4 separate regions of the Mus musculus genome follow, and all the other regions are linked to region 4. Evidence: chromatin contacts called from public ChIA-PET data. All regions are on one chromosome and are shown on one strand. The core of a region is the stretch at or near the end of the contact, and the rest is flanking DNA. Distances in the headings are between cores, read along the strand shown. Region 1 has its middle 21 kb from the start of Gm29916. Region 2 holds the start of Bbs10 (Bardet-Biedl syndrome 10 (human)). Region 3 holds the start of Glipr1 (GLI pathogenesis-related 1 (glioma)). Region 4 holds the start of Gm30262 (a long non-coding RNA gene).

Region 1 (6,138 bases), core at 3,438-5,937, 480 kb after region 4:
TGATTCTCTGTGTAGCCCTGGCTGTCCTAGAACTCACTCTCTAGACCAGCCTGACCTTGAACTCAGGGATCCACCTGCCCTGCCTCCTGAGTGCTGGGATTAAAGTCTTGCCAGCACCACCCAGCTCCATCTATTGGTTAATTCCAGGGTGTACCTTACTGACCACCTCAGATATCAGTCACACACATGAGGTGCACATGGTAAACAAAACACTCAAAGATATCAAATAATTCATCTAAAATCACATTGTGTGTGTGTGTGTGTGTGTGTGTGTAGCAATAAGGATTCCTATGCACTCCTGGGACCACAACCTCTGTGTGTCATAATAAATAGTTCCTTGGAGTTTTAGTCACTAGCTTGGCTGACTTTGCCATCACAACATTGTTTGAGGGTTGGTGCTGCAGGGGCGGGTGTGGGGGGGGGGCAGGGAGGAGAGAAATTCTCTACTTTCTCTGACCCGTGAAAACCCTCTTTGGACCTTGGACTAAACTAGAGAAGCTCTGTTGGAGTCTATTCTGTTGGCATTCACTGCGAAGTTCCAGACTCAGGGCCAGCCTGGTGTACATAGTAAGTCCCAGGCCAGCCAGGGCTACAAAGCTAGATTCTGTCTCCTTTAATCCCAGCACTCGGGAGGCAGGTGAATTTCTGAGTTCGAGGCCAGCCTGGTCTACAGAGTGAGCTCCAGGACAGCCAGGGCTACACAGAGAAACCCTGTCTTGAAAAAAACAAAAACAAAAACAAAAACAAAAACAAAAAGAAAAAAAAACCCAACCAATTGGAAATGTGTGATAGGTAGGGGGCTGGGCACGTAGCTCAGCTGGTAGAGCACTTGCTTAGCAATGCGTAAGGCCCTGGGTTGCACCCCAGCAGTATATAACCTGAGAGTGGAGACACAATCCCAGCACTTGGGAGGTGGCAGTCAGAGGACCAGGACTTCAAGGTCACCCACAAGCATACAGTGACTTTGAGGCCAGTCTGAGTTAGAAAACCCTGTCCTTTTTTTTTTTTTTTTTTAAAGAATTATTTGTTTGTTTTGTGTGTATGAGTACACTATAGCTGTCCTCAGCCACACCAGAAGAGGGCATCAGATCTCATTATAGATGGTTGTGAGCCACCATGTGGGTGCTGGGAATTGAACTCAGGTCCTCTAGAAGAGTAGTCAGTGCTCTTAACTGCTGAGCCAACCAGAAAACCCTATCTTTCAAACCAAACAGAACCCTGTAGTGTAGGGACTGGGGCTATGACTCAGTGGTGGAGAACTTGCCTAGTGTGAAAACACTTGCTTCGATTCTCAACGGTGTAAATAACGGTAATGATAAAATCACACTGCAGGACCAGCCCACCCTTGCCTAGAGGAGGATCTTCTGCTAACGTGCAGATAAAAGTGGCCGAAAAGACAGCTGTTCCAGCCTCCTCCAGCCCTGGGAGAAGGTTTTCTAACTCAGGCTGCTGTCAAATTCCCTATGTATTTGAGGGTGACCTCCAAGTCCTCATCCACCCCCTGCTATGCACACCTCCTCCCAGGACCAGAGTGCCGCCATGTCATGCTGTTCCTTGCCACAGAGAAGATGAGTGGCCCAGAAAGTGAAGCCCTGGCATGAGGGTCCCGACCCAGCTTGGTGTAAGACTTCCGGGTCAGGAGCACTATCTACTGCTTCTAGAAGCTTCTGAGAACATCCTAGGGCCCCAGAAGGTCGTTTTGAGCCTTGGACATTGGACAGTAAAAAACAACACCTGGTGAGAACTTGCAACTGATTAAGAAAGTCAGGGAAAGGTAGACTCTGAACTGGGGTCCATCTTGCATGACGGTCATGCGGTTGTTGGAACGTGCAGAATAGCCAAGGCAAGAGATGTAGAAATGTTTCCCTGTGAAATGGAGGGAGATCACTTTCCGCGCCTTGGCTTCATGTGGTGATAACTGAAAACAGATGACAGACAATCCCCACAGAACCTTCCGAAAGGTGTTCAGTATGCACACAGGAAGGAGATGCAACCCACACAGTCAGCTTTAAACTTTTCACTGCCTCTCATGAGGCCTCCACAGAACTCTTCACTCCCACTCCCACTCATAGGAAGGTGGCACTCGCCCAACATGGTGGCAAAAGTCTTGAGCCCCAGCATTCCAGAGACAGGTAAGCAGATAGATCGCTATGAAATGGAGGCCAGCCTGGTCTACCGATAGAGTTCCAGGTCAGCCAGGGCTATACAGAGAAATAAAGAGAAAGAAAGAAAGGAAGAAAGAAAGAAAGAAAGAAAGAAAGAAAGAAAGAAAGAAAGAGAGGGAGAAAGAAAGAGAGGGAGAAAGAAAGAGAGGGAGAAAGAAAGAGAGGGAGAAAGAAAGAGAGGGAGAAAGAAAGAGAGGGAGAAAGAGAGGGAGAAAGAAAGAGAGGGAGAAAGAAAGAGAGGGAGAAAGAAAGAGAGGGAGAAAGAGAGGGAGAAAGAAAGAGAGGGAGAAAGAAAGAGAGGGAGAAAGAAAAGGAAGGGAGGGAGGAAGGAAGGAAGGAAGAAAGGAAGAAAGAGAGAGAAAAAGAAAGAAGAGAAAAGGAAAGAAAAAGTAAAAAATAAAAAAGAAATAAAGGCAGAATTGGTGTTAAGAAAGTATAGAGAGGCAACACTAACATCACAGCCAGCAGCCAGGGCGGAGGAAGAAGAAAGAGAAGAATGGACGGTCCAAACTGCTACTTTTCCTCCCCTTCAAGAAACATTTTTGTTTGTTTGTCTTTAAAGTTTTATTTTATGTATATGAGTACACTGTAGCTGTCTTCAGACACACCAGAAGAGGGCATCGGATCCCACTACAGGTGGTTGTGAGCCACCATGTGGTTGCTGGGAATTGAACTCAGGACCTCTGGAAAAGCAGTCAATGCTCTTAACCACTGAGCCATCTCTCCAGCTGCTCGAGAAATGTTTTGTACCAGAATCCATCCAACTCTAAGGATCAACTGTTTAGTGTCTTCTTGTTCTGCAGCTTGAGGAAAACTCTATTTCTTGAGTGTGTGTGTGTGTGTGTGTGTGTGTGTGTGTCTGTCTGTCTGTCTGTCTGTCTGCATGTGTGTTTCACAGCCCTCCTGGAGTACAGTAATTGCTCTGACCACATATTAATAACTTCTCTTTACATAAATCTCCAAACGCATATAAAAGGACTAAAACTGAAGCTATTAAATGATCTGAATGAATTCTGCATGCAACTTTGCTTTGTATTACTATATAAATAAGATAACTATAAAAATAAGAAAATAGAGTTAATTACTCCTAAAAGAATGTTCTAGACTCCTTCACATTGTGCAGCCATAATGGGGACCATTTTCTTCTGTCACAGCTTTCTCCCATGATGCTTTTGCCTTGTCACGGACTTAAAAACAACAGACCAAGCTGAGCATGGACTGAACTCTCAAACCCGAGGCTCCCACCAGAGGCTCCTCGTTTGCTCTCTATTGCTGTGATAAATATCACGGCCAAGAGTAACCTGGGAGAGGAAAGGGTTAACCCAAGTTATAATCCACCAGGAAGGGAAATCCAGGCAGGACTCAGAGGTAATGGAGGAACGCAGTTTAGAAACTTGCTCCTGGTTGCTGAGCTTATTTATTTATTTTTATTCATCCCAGAACTATCAACCCAGGAGTGGTCTGGACTATTCCACATGGATCATTGGTGAAGAGAATGCTCCCCCACAGACTTGCTCACCGGCCAATCAGATGGAGGCATTTTTCTCTCTTCCCAGATTGCCCTAGCTGTGTCAAGCTAACGCAATACTGACCAGCACAGACTTCTTGCTCATGTTCAGGAAGCTAACGGAGCACTTCTCTTAGCTAAGTCAGCTGCTTATTCTCTGCGGTTGCTGCCTCACGGTCGGACGGACGGACGTGAAGTCTGATGACTCACGCCATGCCGCTTGACAATAGCCAATCCTGGGTGCTCTGTGACCGTGACACCCCCAGCTTTGGCACTACTCACTCGCTACTCTGAATTTGAGTCTTTCCATTTCTGACACCTACAAGCCTCCCCTTTCTTACATGGATTTGAGTATGAGGAGCGGAGGGGGCCAGTCTACATCCGGTCAGTTCATGGATCAAAACAAAAGCACGACTATAAAGGATCAGAGAATCAATATTATCTATATTATCCCTCAGCTTGCGGCTACTACACCTGGGTGGGGCTGGGGGCGGGGCAGCAACCTGAGAGACGGGGGGGCGGGGGGGGGGCGGGGGGGGGCACGTTCTGAATGAAGCAAGCTTTTGATTCCGCTGCCAGAATCCTGTCTGCTTCACCTGCAAAGATGAAACAGAATTTAGAAACTTGATTGTCTGTCTTGAAGACCAGAAAGTCTGACGCTCATAAGATTGAAGGCATAGGTGATTTAAGAAACATCCACAGCAGTGACTGGTCCAAGTTCTTTGAAAAGTGTCTCGGAGGCGTTCGCTTTCCTTTCAAGATTCGGAATGCGCAAGAAGCTGCTGATTGGTGGCTTGGTTTTACGCTTAGTCTTGGATAAAGAAACACTGTTGGAAAACAAACTTGGTAACAAGAACCACACATGGAAACTACCGCATCAATGCAGGATTAATCGGCTCCAAACACGCACAGATTCCCCTCTGCTAAAGCAGGAAATACTCTGGGTCCCACCAGCTGCATCCTCCTCGCTGGAGGCCAAAGATGCCAGAGATATTTAAGCCTAAGTGCTTTCGGTTCTGTCCTGGCCAGAGGCCACGGGTGCCAGGAAATAGAAGCAGTTTTGCCTTATCTCCCTTGGCCTAAAGGAACCCTTTTCCCAGAAACCAAATATGATGTCAGGGCTGAGACCAGGAATGGGAGCGGGCTTGATCGGCTCACCCCAGCTCCAGGCCTCCATCCAGTGAGGTCTCATTGGGAGACTCACTGGAATCCCACTTTCTGGGAACCCAGTGGCATGGGGACCCTGACTTTTTCCTTTTTGAGTTTTCTGCAATAGAACCGTTCTTACTAAAACTCACCCTCTGTGAGTCATGGAATTCATTCTTCCAGTTCGTGAGAAGAGAACCTGAAAGCCACTGGCTCCAACCGCTGTGGTTTTCTGAGTTATCTGAGACCCTAGTTCCCCAAGGTGAGCTCACAGAGCAGAAGAGAGGCCCTGCTCACAGACACCTCAAACTTTACATATTGTTAGAATCTGATAAGTCAAAAATTACTTAAACTGCAACTCAAGATGGACATTGGTCAACATGGATGTAAATAATTCCAGCGTTAGGGTTAATTTAATGGCTGTGGCTGGCCTCCTTCAGATTCAAACTCATCATGGCTGCTTGGGAATGCTTAAGACAACCCACAGTTCCTTTAGGAGACTGTAGTACAAGCCATAGCTGCTAAGGCAACTCATACAAAAGAGAGCATGCTGTTGCTTTAAACAAATTCCTAGTTTTGACATAAGAAATGCAGTTCTTGGCCAGGCGGCTCAAATTCTACATAGGGAAGAAGAGTTCAGCAAGCTAACAGACAAAACGAGTGAGGGCATAGTAGCTACTGGGCAAAGATTACTATTCAAGGACAGATTACAGACTGGGCAAAGCCGGAACACGCGAGCATCAGGATTGCAACTTCTTACCTGTTTAGCCCAACCCGGAACCTTGTGCGCTTCCTGTGTGAGCATTTGGAAACCAAGTGTCAGGTGTTTGCAAGTGGGATTCCAGAAAACTGATTGTGCTTCATAGCTTGGCCAACACTGTTTTTTCCATTAATAAAGTTTGGGAGAGCAAAAGAGAAGGAGAGGAAAAGGGGGAGGAGAAGGAGGAGGAGGAAGGAGAGCAGGTGGGAGGCAAAGGAGGAGGAGAGGGAGGAGGGGAGGAGTGAGAAGAATAGGAGGAGAAAGAGGAGAAAAAAGGGGGGAAGGGGAAGAGGAAGGAGAGAAAGAGAAAGGAGGGGGAGAGAAAAAGGAAGGAGGGGAGAAGGGAAAGAGGGAGAAGGTTGTTCTATGTAATTTGTGTAGTTCTGCATTACCCCTCTCCTTCAGGGGTTCTCTTTCTATAAGCAACTTGCCTATTTTTTTTTTTAATGTATCCCTTAGCGAGACCCAGCAGTGTTAGATTAAATGTTGCTTGCTGTTCTCTGTGTTGGTAACTTCCATTTCCAATAAATTCTCTCCCCCTCCTGCCTCTGTATTTCTGG
Region 2 (6,534 bases), core at 1,001-3,500, 280 kb after region 4:
AGGATTTTAGGGATGCCTAGAAGAGCATCAGCTATTAACATACTGATGACAGTTTCATCTGATTGTCGGCATTGTTTGGCATAGCTGAGAAGGTAGTAACTCATCAAAATCTCAAAACTTCCACCCACTGGCAGCACACAGCCTGCTGGCACAGTGGATGAACAATAACCCTGACAAGTACAGGTATCTAGTGACTTGCGCATCACTGGCAGCGTGTAACCCTTTCCGGCATTATCTGAGACCTGTAAGTGTTCGAAAGAAATTTCTGTTCCAGTGTCTTCTGCTGTAGGATTTCCAGTGGAATGATTCTCAATTGACAGGTCACAGTTATCAATTATCCCGCTTCTTTCTGGAGGCAAGCACTTCAGCATTTCATCTGTTTGGGATGGAGCTATTGGTGTCTTCTTGTGTGCTGACCACGGCTTACCTGCTCTCAATTCTGTATCTGAAGCCCCCAAACCTGAATATACTTCTAAATGTGTTTGAGTTTCCAATTTATTTTTGCTCTTTGCTACTATGTCCTGATACTTATCAGTTTCTGGTGAGTGATTACGCTCTCTGCTATTGTCATAAGCAAGAGGACTTGGGTTACATTGCTGTTTGGTTTGTATGATGTAATTTAGATCAAGGTCAGTAAATAGCTGCCGAAGCATCTTAAATGCTCCGTGAAAAGCTCTCTCATGCTGTTCAACAAGACCCAGAACCGGTCCACAGAGGACCATAGAGTGAGGTATAAATGCACATGTGCTAATCAAGCCGAGATGAACATACCTCTTGGATCTAAGGATGAGGGGCTTGCAAAACTTCACCAAAGTACTATCAGAAATTTCACACTGTGAAGCAACCTCTGGTAGGACACAAGGAGAAAGACCAGTGATCCTCTGGACAAGGGAAACTTCTTCGGCTGATAAACACTCCACCACTGATATGCTATTAAGTCTTGCACAGTAAATAACCAGGTCTGGTTGCTTCACACTGGTCAGGAGCAGTTTTACATTCTGACCACGCAAGTGGTTCATTACTGTTTTTGTCCTGTCCGTGATCCAGCACTGAGATGCCTGAAACTGTGTTTCTGAATTGAGAACAAACTCCGAGCCAGCCGATGAAAACTGAGGCTGGAGGATTTCTGTTACTATCACCATCCTAATGTCACCATCTGCTGGGCAGTACATAGAAAAGTCCCTGGGAAGCACAAGGCCATCTATGATTCTAGAATCTGAAACAGGAAGGCCTGTCACGCCAACATTCAACTCTGCAAAACAGTGATCCAACAACTCAAATACTTCAACCCCACTTTCACAAGCCATACACTTGAAAACGTAGTCACACATCAACTGTGAAATGAATCTGTGATTGTTTCTTCCCACTCTTCCACAAAAGTATGCTTCCAGGAGCAACTCTAGCGAGTGCCTGCACAGTTTTCTTCCTTCAGTGGATGAAGAAAAGACAGACAGGTAGTGCCTGCTTAAACTCCGGTCTACAATACAACCTAGGGTTTGTGTCTGAAACGTTTGCAGAGCCTGGGAAATAGATTTCCACTGACAACAGTTTTTCCAATGCCTTTCATGGCTCTGAATATTTTCAGAAGTGAATGAATCTTTTCCTTTTTCTCCGATTGCATGAAGTCCTCTGAGTAAATGGCAAAGAAAAATAATAAATGTCTTAGCACCATCTCCTGTCTTTTTAAGGTGACTGGAAACACACGCCACTATCATCCTGTATAGGAAGGGAAAAAAATAACTCAGATTTTCTGGGTTAAATCCACATTTTCATAGCTATAAGGCACACAGATTGTCCTTTTGACATATAGGCTTTGCTTTACTTTTCCTTTAACTACTTCATTCAGGGATGGGGAAAGAGTAAGAAGTGTTCTGTGCACGTGATGAGGTTTGGGGCTCGGGACTAGTAGTTTGGGCAGCTCTCTGATGTCTACACTGGTTTTATCCAGGTCCACGGCCTCAGGATGGGATGGGAGATTGAGGGAGATGCGCGCCTAGTGGAGGGCAGGAGAAGTGAGGTACCTGGCTAAGGGATGCTCTAAGTGCAGCGCCTCCAGGAGGCAGCCTCCATCCCTGCTAAGCAGCACCTCGCCGGTGGGCTTCGTACACAACACTTGGCCGCCCTCGGGCCCCACGCAGCGGTTCGCGATGCTCTCCAGCACCTCGGCCACCCGCAAAGCCGCCGTCACCGACCCCTGGGACGCCATGGGTAAGGAACCACGGGTAACGCTTCCGTTAGGTCAGGCCCGCAGAAGGGCGGAAACGGAAGAGGCGGGGAAAACGGCGGAAGAGCAGTAGCTTTGGCATCGATTGGCGGAAGAGCTCTATGCCCCTCGGTGGGGTGGAGCCCCGCCAGCGGTGGGCGGAGACTCGAGTGGTCCTGGGACGTCCTTACTTTCCTGGTTCACGTCCCGCGGGCCTCCCTGGCCACTGCAACCGCTAGGTCTCTGCAGGGAAGGGCTCGGGCTCGGGGGCGTGATTACCGCCCCATCTCGAGCTTACTTCTCTAGTGCCCCTGCCGTGTAGTTTGCTCTCCTTGCCTTCAAGCAAACGGTTTTAGAATGCAGGGCAGGCGGAGAGAGCTTGGGCATAGCCATTTCTAGGCTCGTGGCTTCCGCTGGGGTGTGCTACCTTGTGTGTGTTCAGGTATGGACGAAACCCCACCTAGTTAAACCACTTGAGCAGAAGTAGATGTTTGCCTTTTATTCACATCGATGATCAATTGTATTTGTCATTTGTACTGTATACCATCCCAAAGCAGAAATGTTTCACCCAGTAAAACACAAAGGCTTTAGGGAGCGCACGAGCGCTGGATTCATAGCTAAAGGGCTTCTTTCAGCCAGAGACCATCTGTCTCTGCTTTCCTCATTTAAAACAAACAAGTTGGTAAAACAAAACAAAACAAACAAAACCAAAAAAACCTTTAAAGTTCCGAGGTGGATAAGTTAGTTTTTGTACTGTTTCTAACTCGAAGTACAGCCAAGTATTTGTCATTTACTCACAAAATTCTCATGGTGGATCATTACCCAGGCTGTCATACCCACAAGAAATGAATGCAGAACAAAGCTGTCAATGTTAGCAGGAAAGTGATCTTGTAGATAGATATTCAATGACGTTTAACACTGACAGCAGTGTCCTTACCCCACACGGGCAAGAGGATTCTGAGGGACAAGTTAGAATGAGGTGAAAGGAAGACAAAATCATGAGTAAAGCCTTCCTGAGGTTTCCTCAATAACTCAGTAGTAAACGACCGGGAGGAGAACAGCATTTCAGTGTCTAATGATACTGCTTCAGTGTTTTTTCTTGGTTGCATTCATCACTGGACATTATCTTTAGACTGAAATAGTGGGATATTTCAAACATTTAAACAGTACAATCAAGTGCACTGTGTAGTCGTGATTCAGGAGGCTTTTACCTGAGAAAGACAGACCGCCTTTATTCTTACTGTGTAGTTTTTGGGGTCATTTAGATATGCTGAGCCTCATCTTTAATGTATAAAATATGTATAAACTCCACTTATTTTAAAAGAATATAAAGTATCAAGTAAAACATATATTAGAGATTGTCAAAATTCCTGTCAAGCCTGTACCCATCTTTTTCACACACACAATAAAAAATAAGAGGATTAATTTAGTACATTATGCATTAATACATTATATCAAGAGTCACTGGATCACAGATTGCTCTTTTAAAAAAGTTTATTTAGAATACCTACTTGTAGAAGTTAACATAATTTTACAGATCATTAGAAAAATTCTTTTCTCTCTGCAAACATGACAGGTTAGGAATAATAGATTAGAAATGTATACATTACAAAACCGCCTGTGACTATCTATACATTTACTATGCACCTTAAGAGAATTCTACAGTGTGCTGTATTTACACTGCAGGTGAGAACACACTTACATCCTATCATACAAAACTGACCAATGCTAGTGCTTGACTTTATAAACCCATTAACTGAAGTACTTAAAATTAAATCTATATTTAACATGCCAAAAGTGGAAATAAATTCAACTGAGGTTCTGTGGCTCATCATTCAAATGGTTCATGACATTTTTTCAAATAAAGATTATCAATATTAGCCGGGTGTGGTGGCACACACCTTTAATCCCAGCACTCGGGAGGCAGAGGCAGGCGGATTTCTGAGTTCAAGGCCAGCCTGGTCTACAGAATGAGTTCCAGGACAGCCAGGGCTACACAGAGAAACCCTGTCTCGAAAAAAACAAAAAACAAAACAAAACAAAAAAAAAAGAACATCAATATTATGATATTAAAATAATTTTATGATAAATAAAGAGGCTGATTTTTCGAAATACTTCATAAAGTATAGTCACATTCATTTTTGTCAAGGTTTTCCTGTGGCTCTCACTAAATATGTTAATCTTATTAATAAGACACTGGTCCTGTACAATGTTAACAGTCCATCTTCAATTAAAAACTGTAACAAAATAGTCCTTTAATTGTAACAAAAATTGGATATACTAAACCCACACAATACATAACAAAATGAAACCAAATTATGCAGTGGTGGCAGGTTATACATTTTAAAGAATCTCTTTATATGTAGTCAAATATGAAAGACATTGAAATGTAAACTTATTGAATTATGAAAGGTCTCTCCCACTGGGTCAAATCGGAAAATTTGTATAAACGAACATGTTCTTTATTTATATTTAATGTAATAGTCTACAGTCTCGTGTATGGCTCATCGCGTACGTATGCCATCATACCTGAAATAAGACAAAAACAAAAGCAAAACCAGACTATTTACTGCTGACTAGAAATGCTAAACACTGAAAAAAGATGAAGTTTTATACATTTGTTTTTTAAAATTTTGATGACGATATTCTTCAAAAAGTTAAAACTGCCTTCCACAAAATTCTGTGAATATGGCACAAGTTGACACCCGAAAACAGTGTGAATTCCATCAAAAAGGCACTGTCTACAATACTCAGAGCCATCTGACAAGTTTACTTCATTGATGTCTGAGTATGAATATATTTGAAATAGTTACTACACAAACCCTTATAAAAGTACGGCATTACTGTTTACATATTCTTCAGCTAGATAAAAGGAAACACAGTGACCCAGACAAATGACCCTTTTATGACAAATAAGCTACAAACACTTTGAACACATTATGGTTCTGTAACAAAAAACTAACAAAAATATTTCCTTAAAGGCACAAAAGCATGAAATATTAAATGAGGATTGTATCTCACAAGGCCAACTTTTTAAGGGAATGCAGCTGTCAACTGAGCTGTGACAAAGATGACCACTGCCGCTTTCCAAGTCATACTAGAGACAGAAGTGGTAGGAATTACAAGTTAAATCGATTGCTGCAGCACACTAACACCACACATGCCTGTTATTGTCTTGTCTTAGCCAGCAATATCTCACTAAATGGCAGAAAACTAAAGACATTTAACAACTGTGTCAATAATTGTGGTTATCTAAATTTTTATGTGAGAAAATGAAGTTTTGGATAGATGAAAAACAAAACAAACAAAACTGGTCATAGTCAGAAACCCTAGAAATCACAATGAGTTTTCAGCAAGTTTGGAACAGTTTGTCACATATACATTATGAATCCATTTATGAAGAAAGTTAACCCTTAGATCAGATTGTTCGAGGTCTGTCACACACTGGCTAAACTCAAGTTCAATTATATGTTGTTTAAAGGACTTACATATGAATCCTCCAATTCCTGAGTTTTGTGTTCAGTTCACAGAAAGAAACTCATACAACGAAAAGCATCAGAAAAGCATTTGATTGAACATAAGCTTTTAGTGTATAAGAAACAGTCACCCTGTTCATTAGTTTCTGACTCCTTGGGTAAGGATCCATTAACATAAGCTCTAAAGTGAAATTAAAAAAAAAAACCCAACAATTACCTTTCCAGTCGTGGATATCAACACAAATAAAGCACTGTTCAGATCACAAACAACACAAAGGATTTAGAAAGAGCTCTAAGGCATGTCACCAACAATTTTACATTACAGGGTTTAACAATGAAAAGACTTTTCGTGATCAACCAATCAAGTTATATATAATATAAATTAATAGTAATTTAAAATCATATAAAGATCAAATTGTACAATATTTACAAAATATCACATCAATGAATAGGCAGTTGAGCATAATATTGGTAGTAGAATATGAATACAAACAATATATTGACAAATATGAAATATAACCCAAAACTCCATAATGAAATACTGGATACAGGTACATCTTGCTTATGCTGTTAAAAGTTTAAAATATTTTCATATGAAATACAGCATTGTTTTGCTAACACCACACTGTAAAAGGCTGTTCATAGGAACATAAGGACACCTGTATTCATCAGAAGAGGCTTTCAGTGTGAGCACTGCAGCTGTCCTCTCACAGCAGAGTTAGCTTTCCTTGTAGCTCAATCTCTTCTCAGCTGAAGGCCGATGCAGCCAACAGCAGCTCTTTCTTAGTTGTCACTCAACAAACCCTTCTAAAACCTGTAGTTTGAACAATCTACATTTTATGATGTTTCAAAACT
Region 3 (6,972 bases), core at 3,452-5,951, 420 kb before region 4:
ATCATCCAAGAAAGTGCTTAGTCTATTGACATGCTAGAAAGCAATGCTACTAGAAACAGCATCCTAGACAGAAGTTGAGACCTTGAGTGTCTAGCAAGGTCATTTGCTTAGGTACCAATAGCAAGGCTGCTGTAAGGTTCCTTAATCCTCACCTATTTGAGTTTGGTCTCAGCTAAAAATACCTTACATGCTAGATCAGCGGTTCTCAACCTATGGGCCACACCCTTCTGGCTAACCCTTATCTCCAAAAAAATTATTTACATTATGATTCATACCAGTAACAAAATACAGTTTATAAGAGAAAATAATTTTATGGTTGGGGGTCACCACAGCATGAGGAACCGTGTTTTAGGGACATGGCATTAGGAAGGTGGGGGACCACTGTGCCAGATGAAGGCTGTGACCTCTGCGCTTAGGGTGTGTCCTCTCCTGTTGACACCACACCTTTCTGTACATACCATTCAGGTCAACAGCTGTGTTGTAACCACTCTTAACCCTATCTCACAGCTCCTTTGAGGGTTAGACTCTTGATTGCTTTTAGCTTTATATAAATTATATATACATAATTAATACATTATGTACTTTAATATACCTTATCTTAATATATCACATATTAATTTATTATTACATAATATATTATAATACATTCTAATATATTGTGCTAATATTATATATTATAAGATATTTTATATTATAACTATATACTATGATATATTATAATATACATAATATATTATTTGTTATATTTAATAAAATATATAAGAGAGTAAGTATATATTTGTATATTATTAGTATATATAAGAAAATATATGTATAATATATAATGTATAATATATAACAGAGAATTAAATATATATAATTAATATATGTTAAGTCTAATACACACAGTAGGAGTTTAATGTATTGAATTAAGGCTCATTTGATCCTCCCAAACCTCTATGATTAAGGAGACAGAAACATTCACCATTAGTCTCATTTAATAGGTGTCTAAAAATTTATGAGAGTATGCTAAGCTGTTCAAGGTCTCACAGCTAGCTTCTAGTCACAAACAAATTAAACTAAAACTAAAGGCCAGCCCTCCTCTCTGCTTCCTTCTCACCCCTCCCCCCTTGCTCTCTCACAGCCCCTCCTTTGCCAGGCAGACATGCCTCTGTGTGTGTGTGTGTGTGTGCGCGCGTGTGTGTGTCTGTGTCTGTGTGTGTGTGTGTCTGTGTGTGTGTCTGTGTGTCTGTGTGTCTGTGTGTGTTTCACTACCCCCTTTGAATTCTGCACAGTCATCTCGTTCACCACAGAGAAAAGCCCCCTCTTACTCATGGCTCTATTTTCTGAAGCTTCAGTTACTTGTGGTCAACCACCATCTGGAAGTATTACATAGAAAATTCTAGAATTAAACACGGCATCAGCTTTAAGCTGTGCACTGTTCTGAACATCATGAAATCTTGTACCACCACTGAACATTACTCTGCCCTGAACGTCACCCCTCCTTTGTCCACTATATGTGCAGTTGCTCTGGTCATTAGTCATTGGTCTATTAATAACTACTTATTTTCAGATAAACGTTTTATAATGCTATCCATGTTTTAGAAACCTTTTATTTTACTTTATGCATCTGGTGGCCCCACTGCATAGAGTGGTGATCCTGGCAAGTGTATTAGTAAATAGCCTGATAGTTTAAGTTGATTATTATTGACATTATCTCTTAGTGTACATAGTCTCTTGTGACTTCAACTTTACAACTGAGTCTGTATAGGAAAGTAATCTGTATAGGACTCTCATTCAGACACCCACTGCTAAAGGGGGCACCATTTATTGTATTCTCCCCACCGTTTGCACACAGGATTCTAACAAAAAGACTTTCCAAAAACACTTACAAGTCTTTTAGTGGAAAGTTGTGATGGTAATGTTGGCTGTCAAGCTGACTACATCTGGAATCCCTTGAGGGATTTTCTTAAACAGATCATTTCAAGTAGGATGACCCACCCCTAAATCTGAGCCATACCTTCTTGTGGCAGCCCACAACAAAGGTCCTAAAAGAAGATTGCACCTCCCCCCCCCCTTTTTTTTCCTGCTTGCTCTCACTCTTGCTGGTAAGTTCTTTTATCCTGATGCAGTGGTTGGTGGCAGACTCAGCTTCCTCGGATTTCAATATAAACTGAAGACGGGCAGCTCTTCAGGAATCCTCCAGGTCCCCAGTTGGACAGAAATGTAGCAGATTCTCAGCCTTGCTGTCTGCCATGAGACAACATTGGTTCAGCACTCAGGCCCCTCCTGTGAGCCAGTCTAATAAATCCCCTTTAATACAAATATTCTGTCATGTCTGTTTCTTAAGAGAACCCTGGCTAATACAGGACTTATTTCTAAAGACTGCAGAAATTCCTTTGGGAATACCTCCCAAGTCAAAGCCTGATGTCACCAAACAAGAATCTGTGTTTTATACATACCCTGTCACCGAGAGGCACTGAGACCGAGTTAAGAACAAAATGAGCTTCTTCAGGTTCCATGTCCCCACTCTTAGACATCTCTGCTAATGTCACCAGCATTGACCACGGGGAACCTCCCCCATCTCAAGTCTCTGGGACTTCTGAAAGATTCTCCCCACCCCTACCCTGGGCAGCCACCGATTTCTATTCATTCTTCTGACCCTCTGGGTCTCTCTCCTGTCTCTCCCCATGCCTGTCCCCATTCCCTTCCCCCTCTGGTTTCCCACCCATTTCCCTCACTCACTCTGCTTCCGGTGACTATTTTGTTTCACCTCCTAAGTGTGATTCAAGCATCCTTCCTTGGGCCTTCCTTGTTTAACTTCTTTGGGGCTGTGGATGTATCATGGGTATTTTGTGCTTAATGGCTAATATCCACTTATCAGTGAGTACATACCATTCATGTCCTTTTGGCTCTGGGTTACCTCACTTGGGATATTTTCTAGTTCTATCCATCTGCCTGCAAAATTCATGATGTCTGTGTTTTTAATAGCTAAATAGTATTTTTTCTATATCCATTCTTTAGTTTAGGGACATTTGGGTTGTTTCCAGTTTCTGTCTATTAAGAAGAAATCTGCTATGAACATAGTGAAGCACGTGTCCTTGTAGGGTTGTAGAGCATCTTTTGGATGTATTATGCCTAGGAGCAATATAGCTGGGTCTTCAGGTAAAACTATTTCCAATTTTCTGAGAAATCAACAAATTGATTTCCAGAATGGTTATATAGATTTGCACTCCCACCAGCAGTGGAGGAGTGTTCCCCTTGCTCCAGTCCTTGCCAGCATGTGCTGTCGCTTGAGTTTTTTATCTTAGCCCTTCTGGTTTGTGTAAAGTGGGAATCTCGGGATTGTTTTGATTTGCATTTCTCTCATAACTAAGGATGTTGAGGCATTTCTTTAAGTGCTTTTTTGGTCATTTGAGTTTCCTGTGTTGAGAATTCTCTGTTTAGCTCTGTACCCCGTTTTTAACTGGGTTATTTGGTTTGCTGGAGTCTAACTTCTTGAGTTCTTTATAGATTTTGCATATTAGCCCTCAGAACCCTTAGTAGAGGGATAAAGACACTAACCTACCCACAAAACTTTTGGCCCAAAATTTGTCCTGTCTAAAGAAATGCAGGAACAAAGATGGAGCAGAGACTGAAAGAATGACCAACCAATAATCAACCCAACTTGAAACCCAGCCCATTGGCAAGAACCAATCCCTAACATTATTAATGGTACTCTGTTATGGTTGTAGAAAGGAGCCTAGTATAACTGTCCTGTGAGAGGCTCCACCCAGCAGCTGACTAAAACAGATGCAGATATCTACAGCCAAGCATTGGAAAGAGGTAGGGGACTTTTTTGGAAGAGTTGATGAAAGATTGAAGAGGATGGAATCCCCACAGGAGGGCCAACAAAGTCAACTAACCTGGACCTCTGGGAGCTCTCAGAGACTGAACCACCAACCAAAGAACATATACTGGCAAGACCAAGGGGTGGGGGGGGGTGTCAGCCATTTTTTGAAATGGTGACCTCAGACAAAGGCACACAGGCCTTCTTATAGGGAACCAGGGGAACACTCCAAAAGGATTAGGTAATCTAAATTTTCATTGCTGGGTGCTAGGGAGTCCCAGGTGGTCAGCAGTCTGCATTCCTGTGTCATGAATGTTTAACCATAGGATAAGATAGGGCTGCCCAGCCCAGACAGCCCATTCTGAGATAAGATATTTCCCCATTTTTGTGATTGTCCCCAGGCTGTTCTTTGGGAGGTGGTTTTATGTCCTTGTTTCTGGATTTTATGGTCTGTTCCTGGAGCTGGTGCCTTATGGCTTTCTTTTCAAAATCAGGCCTGGCCCTTAAATGGACACAAGTGGGGTTTATGTTGTCCTTTCAAAATAGAAAAGGTAAAAAAGAAAGGAAAAAAATTCTCAGTGCAATTACAGTGAAGAGTCTCATTTTCTCTGAAACCATAAAATACAAACCATGTTGCTTTGCACACCTTGTTTGGTTTTATAAATCTGGACAAGAAAAACAATTCTCTACTCAACTCTCATTAAAGTAACCTTTGTTATTTGTTTGCCAGAGAGAGAGAGAGAGAGAGAGAGAGAGAGAGAGAGAGAGAGAGAGAGAGAGAGAGAGAGAGAGAGAGAGAAAGAGAAAGAAAAGAAAAGAGAAGAAAAAAAAAAAAAACCCATGAGCTGCAAGCCATATATGGAGAAGTCCGGTGTAAGTTTCGTGACGTCATGTTCTGCTCTCAGGCTCCTCAAGCTGAAGTAGGCTGTGCTTTGTAAAGCTGGTCATAAAAAAAAAACCCAGCATGCTGAAGATGGAGCTCAGAGGCAGAGCACTTGTCTAGCATAAACAACCCTGGGTTAATCCGAGCTCCAACAGGGAAACAGTCTGCAGACTGAGAGAACCGAGCATTCTATCAGAACCCCGCAGCTCTGGATTCTAGGTCCAGCAGCAACCAGAGAGACCATGCAGGTCATCCTTGCTGTGATAGTCTGGATGGCTTCGTCTGTGTCTAGTTCTTCATTTACAGCAAGCACTTTGCCAGATATAACAAACGAGGACTTCATTAAAGAATGTGTTCAAGTTCACAACCAGCTTCGGTCAAAAGTGAGTCCACCAGCCCGGAATATGCTGTACATGGTGAGTTCACTAGCAAGGGCTTGTCGCCCATGTCAATCAGAAGCAGCTTGCCTGCATTAATTTGGGTGTGACTTCTGGGTAACCCTGAGTGGTTTTCTTATTTGCTTTCTTTTTTTTCCTTGTAATGAATGTGTGCAGTAAACTCAGCTTGCAATCAGAGTCGACCGTTACCTTCCCCGACTGTCTTGAGCAATACCACTGGCATGATTCAGTTCTTTCTGCACACTTCCTTTCCGCAGCCATGAGCAACAGACTTCTTTGTTGTCATGGTTTTTCCTGTTAATATTTGTGAGGTTTCTTTTTTGTGTCTTAAGGGTTCTTTTTTTTTTCATTATATATGCTGTGTAAAATAATGGTCTTTCATTATGATAATTCAGTGTGCTTAGGCTACACTCATTCCGTTGGCCTCTTGGCCCTCTTCCTCTGATCGCTTTCCCCTGCTACGTTTCTGTGGTCTTCGGTTGTTTTCCTCTACACTTCACATATAAGAGGTCATGATGCTTTTCCGCCTGCGTCTGCTTTATGCTACTTAGTGTGATGATCTCCAATCCCATCTGTTTCCCTGCAAATGTCATAATTTTGTTCTTGGCGACTCAACAATACCATTCAGTTTGTCTATATAGACATATCTGTACACAAGCTATTTTCCTTACTCTTTCATCTTTTGGGGAACCACTGGGTGTAATCCATAGCTTGGAGGTTGTGAGTAGTGCCACAAAAAAAAAAAAAAAAAAAAAAAAAACATGGATATGCAAATACTCAAGACGTGCTGACTTCCATCCCTGTAGAGACAAGCCCAAACATGCCGTAGCTGAATCACACGCTAGTCTTATGTTTATAGTTTGTGGTGATACTGATTTCCATAGTGGCTGAGCTAATTTACAGACCTATCAGCAGCATGTAAGGCTTTTTCTCCACCCACATACCAGGGGACTTACCAGTCAGATTTCCCTAATGGCTAAGGATGTTGAGCTATGCTTCTCTGAAGGACCGTGTTCAACCCATCTGTTGGTTGTTGGATTTCTCACCTTTTAGGGTTTAATGCTTTTAGCTCTTCATACATTTTAGGTATTAATCTGCTGATGCATGAGTAGCTGCTATATATTTTCTATTTTCTTCCTTTTTATTTTTGGTTTTTTCGAGACAGGGTTTCTCTGTATAGCCCTGGCTGTCCTGGAACTCACTCTGTAGACCAGGCTGGCCTCGAACTCAGAAATCTGCCTGCCTCTGCCTCCCGAGTGCTGGGATTAAAGGCGTGTACTACCACTGCCCGGCCTTTTTTTTTTTCTTTTTTTTACTTTCCTTCTTTCTTTGCTTCTTTCTATTTTTCTGACTCTGACCCCTTCACGATGACACGTGTGTCTAAAGGTATGTATCATCATCATGACCACTTTTTCTTCCATTCTTTGGGCTATGCCCTCAGGTAATGTTAATTTTCACTGTGCCCATGGTTTCTAATCAGTGCAGTCTCACTTGCCAGTACTTACATATTTCCTGAACCATTGAAGCCCTGTTCAGAAAATTGCCTATGCTTCATACATTGAAATGTTAGCCAAAGTAATTGGGCAAAACAGAAAAAAAAATAAAAGCCACAAATTTAAAAAAAAAAAAAAGATGTAAAATTGAGACATTTGGTTGTGGCAGTTTCAGGTCTCATATTTAGGTTTGTAACACACTCTGATTTGTTTCTTCTACACTGTATGAACCTGGTTTTGTGCTTCTTTGTGCATACATATTCAGTTTCTCCAGCACCACTGGTCTAGTATCCTCTTGCATTATCTCCTTGTCTGTTTCGATGCCAATACGTTTCTGTCGCTTTTGACCAGCCCTCTGGTTTTGAAGTCCAGATTGATAATTCCTTTAGC
Region 4 (6,794 bases), core at 3,166-5,665:
GCAAAGGTGTCAGGACATTTAAAAAAAAAAATGTAATGCTTCTCCCCCTCTCTAAAGAAAATAGCATACAAATGCCCACGATGGGTGAAAACCTAACTCCAGTCAGCCATGGCAGGTCAAAAACCAGTTTCATTGATTCTTGGCAAAGGCTGAAGGAAGATCTTGGACTAACACCCATACTTTCACAGGGAAAAAAAAAAAAAAAAAAAAAAAAAACAGGATCTCAGGTCATTCAAGCCATCAGAGGCTTTAAATGTCACCTGGCTCTTGCCCAAACTGGCGGCCACCCAGAAACATTAAATAACACTCCTCAGTTTCAGGGTGTACGAATTGCAACACTGATTCCATGGAGCCAGGCTGACTTCTTTCCTCCCTTTCTTCATCTACTTTTCTTCTCCCTTGACCTGGTTCTGAGAAACCGTAAAGCTCCACGGGCAAAATGCCGCTGAAGTCCAGCTGTAAGTCTGCAAAATTACAGAGTCACATTCCCTTGCTCCATTTCATCACCTGCCACTCTCATATAGAAGCCATCTCTGGGACACCACGTGGCCAAGGTCACTCTGAAGTTGTCACACTTTCTTTGATGGTTCCCTCCACGGCAAGCCAAAGTCAGGAGGGCTTCCTGGGCCGTGGCTTCCATAGCCCTTCCAGTCTTCTTCGGCTGCATGGTCTTTATTGCCCGTTCTTTCACTGTCTTCATGACCTTTCCCCCTCTTACCACACCTGCCACACCAATTTCTCGGAAGCCATGGATTATCTGATTGATCTTCATTCACGCCACTGCACACAGCCCAGAGACTCCATCTCTTTGTGCGGAACAGAGACTCTTTATCAATTTTCTGATTCTCTGAATGGTAGGAAACACCAGATCGTCAAAGCAGCGTGATGACACGGGGTAATATATCTATGCCATAGTAATGCCTTTTTCCGTAACGAAACATCTGTGAGTCAATACTGTGAAATTTCCAGAATTTACAAACTGCCTCTGAAAGGGCCTGCTAACTGTCAAGTCATTACCCCCAGGGGTGACAACTGAAATTAGTCTTTGCCTTCCTCTCTCTGACCTCTCTGCCCCAACACCTAGCTCCATATTTATTCACTGCCCAACTAAGTCCAAAGCTGAACTCACACATTATGAGCCCTACGTGAGACACTCTTTGACCCCACTGATGCCACCAAGGCCACCAATCAAACTGTCCTCTGAAGTCTCACAGACTTTATCTCCTGCCTCCCTGTGCTGTTGTTAATCTCTTTGTTGACTGTTTCTTAGTTAGGTTTACTGATCCATTCTACCCCAGTAGTTGACATGGGGATGGGTTTCTCCATTTTTACCTGAAGATGCCTCGCATAGCATCTTCATCAAGGGTCTGCGGTAAACCGCATTTTGCAAGACTTCATCTGCAAAATGAGAAGGCCGTGTCTTTCAGAAGGTGCATGCCCTGGGAGGAGGGTGGAGTCATGGCTGAGGTTTTCTCAGGTCAGCAGTTGGTAAAATGGTGAGTGTGGCCTGTAGTGGGGAGTATGTCTGTCTGTCTGCCTGTCTGTTTGTTTATTGAGGCCCATTGTGGGTTCTGGAGGTCAGAAGACTTTCTAGAAGATGTGACCCTGACTCAAGGTTCATCGATTGCTATAAAGAGAGGGAAGGGATGACATCTTCATTGAAAAGAGCAGCATCTGCACCCATTTCGAGGCTTAAAAAATACTTCCTTTAAAAAAAATTAATATGGGAGTTAGAGGGTAGAGTATGGGGTGAAGGATAATAGAAAGAAGGGCCTGGAAGGGCAGTGACCCTTACCAACACGGCTTTACCCGTTGGTACCAAGTTCCTTTGTAATCCTGGAGGAACAGAGCTATGCAAGGACTACAGGTTACAGTGACATGGCCCTGTGCTCGGGAGTGGGGAAGGAATCAGTGCGCACTAGACCGGTGGCAGAATGACCCTCGTGGCTATGGCAGTGTGACAGGGAGCTTGCCAGAGATGACCACTCAGACACAAAGTTTAGCCAATTCAAAGTCTTTATTCCAGTGGCTCGGACCACACCCAAGAATTTGGGGGGGACCCGGTTGTGACCTCAAGTCTCCAGAACACAGGGTTTTTTAAAGGCAGACACTTCATATAGCCATCGCATGGAGGTGGGGGTATGGGATGTTTTGTAGATTAAGCAGTTGGAAGCAAACAGTTTTAGCAGAAGCTAAGATAAGTGGTTAGCCAGCCAGCCAAAGGGGGTGGGGAGGTCACAGCACAAACGGGCAGCCAAGATAAATGGTTAGCTAGAGGAGGTTCCGTACAAACAACCAATTTTAACAAAGGCTAAGATAAATTAGCTAGAATGCCCTGACCTTTGATTCCTAGAATAGAGTTGGGTAGTTTTTCATGGGATTCTCCATCAAAGAGATAAGATTCTAGTTAAACCTCAGATGACCTCAGAAAGAATACAAGATGGAGGAACCTCTGCACTGTTTTGCTCTGTCCTAACAAGCATTTACCCCATGTAAAACACTTAACAAGCTTGGGGTAGTAAGATTAGTATCCCTTGGTGATTCGTTAGATGTGAGGGGAAGGAGACCAGGGGAAAAAAGGAACGAAGCAAGTAAGCTTCATCTGGTCGCAGAGACAGGAGATGCCGAAGGCACGGGAAGTTTACACGCAGAGATAGCCATCAAGTGCACTACCTAAAGAGCAAAGTGCCTGTCTGGTAGGAATTCAGTTAACACTGGCCGGGATCTCAGAAGAGAGATTTCAGAGATAGAGGCTGGTGGAGATAGATGAGGTCATCCAGGGAAGGCCGATAGAACTCGCATAGTATTTAGATATGAAAGCAAAGACTGGAGGGAAACTCAATGTTGGCCCTTTTGCTCCTCTTTAAGAAAGACCTGCGTTTGATCCCCACCACCTACATGGCAGCTCCTGGTGGTCTGTGATTCCAGCCCCAGGGAGCCCAGCACTGGCTTCTGGCTTCTGAGAGCATTAGGCATTACCATGCATCCATTCAAACACCCGTACACATAAAATAATAAAATATTTAAAAAAAATAAATTTAAGGATTAAAAAAAAGTGACGTTCCAACCAAAAAGAAAGATGGAACACCAGAAAAGACCAACTTTTGAAAGCTGGAGATTGTCCCAAAGAAGCAGGAGCCCTGAAAAGGTGTTAGAGTGGCAGAGGGCTCACCTCTTGCCTCCTGCCTCCTAGCTCTGGGCTTCATCACCATCTCGAACCAGGAAGATAGGAAGTGAGATTAAGACTTCAACAACAGCCTTGGCATTTAGCTGGGGGGGGGTGGGTTGACTTTAGGAAACAAAACACTATCTGAGGAGTGATAGAAACTGAAGCCAGAAGTGGGTTAGGAGTGGGGAAGGGGGGTGAATGTAGAGAAGTTTTCAGAAGCTAAACCTTTGAAAGGAACAGGAGAGACGAAAGCAAAACACTGGCCTGAAAGAACTTTGGGAGTCGGTATGTGTTATTTGGCTGGTTGGTTTGTTTTTACAGTTGACAGAGCCTTGAACATGTTTATATACTGAGCTGAAAACAGTCAGAGAGAAGCTAAGGACACTGGGAAAAGGCTGAAAACAGGAGAGCATTCACTGAGGAGGCAACCAAGGAGGGGCTGTTGAATTACCTTAGGAGGGAGAAGACACAGTGTTGCTAGGAGACCAGCAGGTAGAAGGGGTTTGGGGGGAGGGGGTGATGGTTACAGACACTAATAGCTTTAAAGACAAGAGTGCAGATTGACACAGGACTCCTCCCCCAAATCCTGATTCTCTGATAGGATTCAGAGAAGCTGGCCATACTGAGATGGGGGATATTTACCGGCAGAGAAGTTTACTAGCAGTCTTAGTCAATCACAATGCATGAATCTGATTCAACCCAAAAAGCCAAAAGGCAATCAGGGGAGTAGGTAAGCTGATGGTAATGGGAGATGATTATCAACTTTTTGCTCATATAATGCTATCGTGGTTGACTTTGAAGAATCATCATCATTCAGGTGGCATATAACCTTTATAGATAAAAATAATATAATATACTGGGTCCATTTACAATAATTGGTGTGAAGCAGAAACTGTAGATGAAACAAGATTGGACATAAACTAAGGGTTAGACAGGAAGTTTATGAATCTATTCCCTGTGGTTTTGTGTGTATTGGAATTTTTCCATACTAGAGTAAATAAAATTAAACTAAAAATTAAAAAATTAAATCCCCCCCCCTCCAAAAAAAAAAAAAAAAAGGTGATGGTAGAAAACGAAAAAGCCTTATATTGAAAAACACATAAAGCTAGGTAGAACTGAAAGTCTAGCAAACATCAAAGACATTAAAGTTGCAGTGACAAAGTCGAATGACCTTTTATCTAGCAGCACTCGGAGAGAAGCTTTGATGTGGCAGTGTAAAAGTCACACTGGAGGAAACAGGAGACTCTGGAAGGATATGACAGAGGAGGTGAAAGGGCTCAGGGTGTTAACTGGAGAAAAACTGAACCTGTAGATCATGTCCCTGCCTACACAAGACAGAAAAGTCGGGGTCAGGGGAACCACGGAAGTTGATGATAGACATGGGGAAAAGGAAATGAAGTCTCAGAGGAAATACATGACCAAAAAAGTAAGAACAAGAAATCTGTAAGGAGCCAGACGATGGTGGTGCACGCCTTTAATCCCAGCATTTGGGAGGCAGAGGCAGGCGGATTTCTGAGTTCAAGGCCAGCCTGGTCTACAGAGTGAGTTCCAGGACAGCCAGGGCTACACAGAGAAACCCTGTCTCAGAAAAAAACTAAAAACAAAAAAAACAAAAAAACCCACATCCGTGAGGATGAGAAGCTGGGGTTGGCAAGCCCTTCTCTGGAGCCGAAGACTTCAATTCTACATGATGGCAAGGTCAGGTAGAGCCGTCGGTTGCCAGAGTTGCCTGCTGGTAATCGTTACCCAAGACATCAAAAGGAATCAAGAAAGGCATGGAGGTTGAATACATGATGGCTCAGCAGTTAGGAGTGTGCATTGCTCTTCCAGAGGAGCTTGGTTCAATTCCCAGCTCACATGTCAGGTGGCTGAGCTGCCTGTAACTACAGCTACTGGGGATGCAATACCTCTAGACTCCATGAGTACCCACAAACATCTCACACACACACACACACACACACATGTGCACATGAACACACACAGGCAGGCACACACTCACGCACATTGGCTGCTCAGAAGTCTCTAGAGCAAAACTGAATTTTGGAGCATGGAGTGGGATCCTCTAGCTGGGACAGATATCGTTGTTGTTGTTGTTCTTTGTTGTTTTGTTTATTTGACAAATCGTCCACCATTAAGCAAACGGTATACCCTATCTACCTACATGAGTTTTTCAACTTAAAAAGTTATCGGGGACAAAAATTTAAGTTGAAGAAACAAATTTAGAAAGGCCGGAAAGGGAACCCTAAAAAACAAAGAAAACAGACTAACTTACAACACGAGTAAACATTTAATTAACGATCATCTCCGATATCAAGAGAGTTTATCACTGGAAAGGGCTTTAAGCCTTAGTAAACCTCCCAGACCTTAGCATAACTGACTCCATGATAGAAGTACTATTCAGGCCCTAAAACTCAGCATGTAGACACCACCTCCTGCCAAAAATGAAAATAAAGACCCAGTCCACCAAAGTCTATAGTTCTGGGAATGTCTCTAAATGAACTAACCTTGCTTTTTTTGTTTCTGTAGTTCCATTTTTATCTAACTGTTCTTATTACTGAAATATGTCAACCCAGGAAATGATGGATTTTGTGCTTAAAATCTCACCCCAAGAAGGCTCACTGCTACCCTGAGATCTGGAATACCCCGTGTAGACACAGACCAACTAAAACTTTCTATTGGCTCAAACTGAAGTCTGAGCAATCTTCTCTGGCGAATACCTCACACCCTTTACATTGCCTAATTTTTCTTGTCACCATCCTAGAGCTCTGAGATTCCCATTTACATATGGAATAGTGAAGGGAATTTCCCCTCTGCCATTCAAGGATTGGCTGGAATACACTGGCAAAGACCAATTAGCTAGAGAGAAGACACACATGTAATACAATTAACCCCTGGCCCAATAGGACGTAGAAACTCCAAAATGATACCTCTGTTCTATTGGGGAAGAACAGAAACTGTGGACACTTTTTCAATGAACAGTAAATGATTTTGGGGGACGTTAGGGGGTTTGTAGGAACGTGTTGAAATGAGACTGGGCCTGCCTACTAGCAGGGAAGTATAAATCTCTTTGGCATATTGAGCAAGACTAAAAATAGAAGAGGACTGTGTGTGTCAGAGTCTATGCAGGTGTGTTGACAGACGGCCTCTCTTCCAGTGATTTGTGTTAATGGAAGCTCAGGGAGGGTCTAGTGGGAATAGCTTTCTTCCTTAGGGGGGTGGGACTTGGAGAAGAGATAGCTTCGGCGACACCTGCTGCTGAATTCTTTCGCTCAAATTAATGGGCAGACAAGGGCGTCCAGGTCAAGGTGCTGGTCTCTTGATCCGTGGTAGGTCAGGTAGCAGCTAAGAAGCTAACATAGAGACCATATTGCTGATAAGAAAAGTAGCCAGGGCTGGTTGACACTGGGTCACCTTCATCTAACTTTGGCTCAATAACGCTTTACTACACCCTGTAAGGGAAACCAGATTGTGTGAACCAGCCCCACCCTGACACGCCTGGAAGCTGTAGGTACAGCCACACTGGCAGAGGCTCTGAGACATGAGGAGTTAGAAATGGGTGGGTGGGTGGGTGGGTATCTCCATTATTAGTCACACAACGTCGATGTTCAGAGGGGAGAGGAAGCTG

The links. ChIA-PET counts read pairs in DNA pulled down with a chosen protein or histone mark.
Region 1: an RNA polymerase II ChIA-PET map of memory CD8 T cells shows a contact between it and region 4, with 8 read pairs. The contact joins two enhancer-like sites. A contact is called at or near these places in 2 of 115 datasets of contacts at active chromatin or transcription factors (embryonic stem cells and memory CD8 T cells).
Region 2: a contact with region 4 is called in an RNA polymerase II ChIA-PET map of memory CD8 T cells, with 5 read pairs. The contact joins the promoter of Bbs10 here to the enhancer-like site in region 4. A contact is called at or near these places in 3 of 484 Hi-C or Micro-C datasets (cortical neurons, dorsal root ganglion neurons and liver) and 5 of 115 datasets of contacts at active chromatin or transcription factors (effector CD8 T cells, embryonic stem cells, memory CD8 T cells and 1 more).
Region 3: an RNA polymerase II ChIA-PET map of memory CD8 T cells shows a contact between it and region 4, with 24 read pairs. The contact joins the promoter of Glipr1 here to the enhancer-like site in region 4. A contact is called at or near these places in 5 of 115 datasets of contacts at active chromatin or transcription factors (CD8 T cells, effector CD8 T cells, extraembryonic endoderm stem cells and 2 more).

The regions. Positions count from the first base shown.
Region 1 is chr10:111,100,985-111,107,122 of GRCm38.p6, reverse strand. No RefSeq gene overlaps it. Among named protein-coding and RNA genes, the nearest start is that of Gm29916, 21 kb to the right of the region's middle. Within about 2 kb of position 4,687, at least 141 of the 459 cell types and tissues checked have an H3K27ac peak or open chromatin away from gene starts, as enhancers often do. A contact at or near this core is called in memory CD8 T cells, where this site is marked.
Region 2 is chr10:111,294,395-111,300,928 of GRCm38.p6, reverse strand. It overlaps Bbs10 (Bardet-Biedl syndrome 10 (human)), which reads right to left and starts at 2,250. Exons shown (of 2, transcript NM_027914.1): 1 at 2,022-2,250; 2 at 1-1,716. The coding sequence starts at 2,206. It overlaps Osbpl8 (oxysterol binding protein-like 8), which reads right to left. Exons shown (of 24, transcript NM_175489.3): 24 at 3,682-6,534.
Region 3 is chr10:111,994,993-112,001,964 of GRCm38.p6, reverse strand. It overlaps Glipr1 (GLI pathogenesis-related 1 (glioma)), which reads left to right and starts at 4,701. Exons shown (of 6, transcript NM_028608.3): 1 at 4,701-5,107. The coding sequence starts at 4,934.
Region 4 is chr10:111,576,357-111,583,150 of GRCm38.p6, reverse strand. It overlaps Gm30262 (a long non-coding RNA gene), which reads right to left and starts at 100. Exons shown (of 5, transcript XR_380793.4): 1 at 1-100. Within about 2 kb of position 4,415, at least 60 of the 459 cell types and tissues checked have an H3K27ac peak or open chromatin away from gene starts, as enhancers often do. A contact at or near this core is called in CD8 T cells, effector CD8 T cells, liver and 1 more, where this site is marked.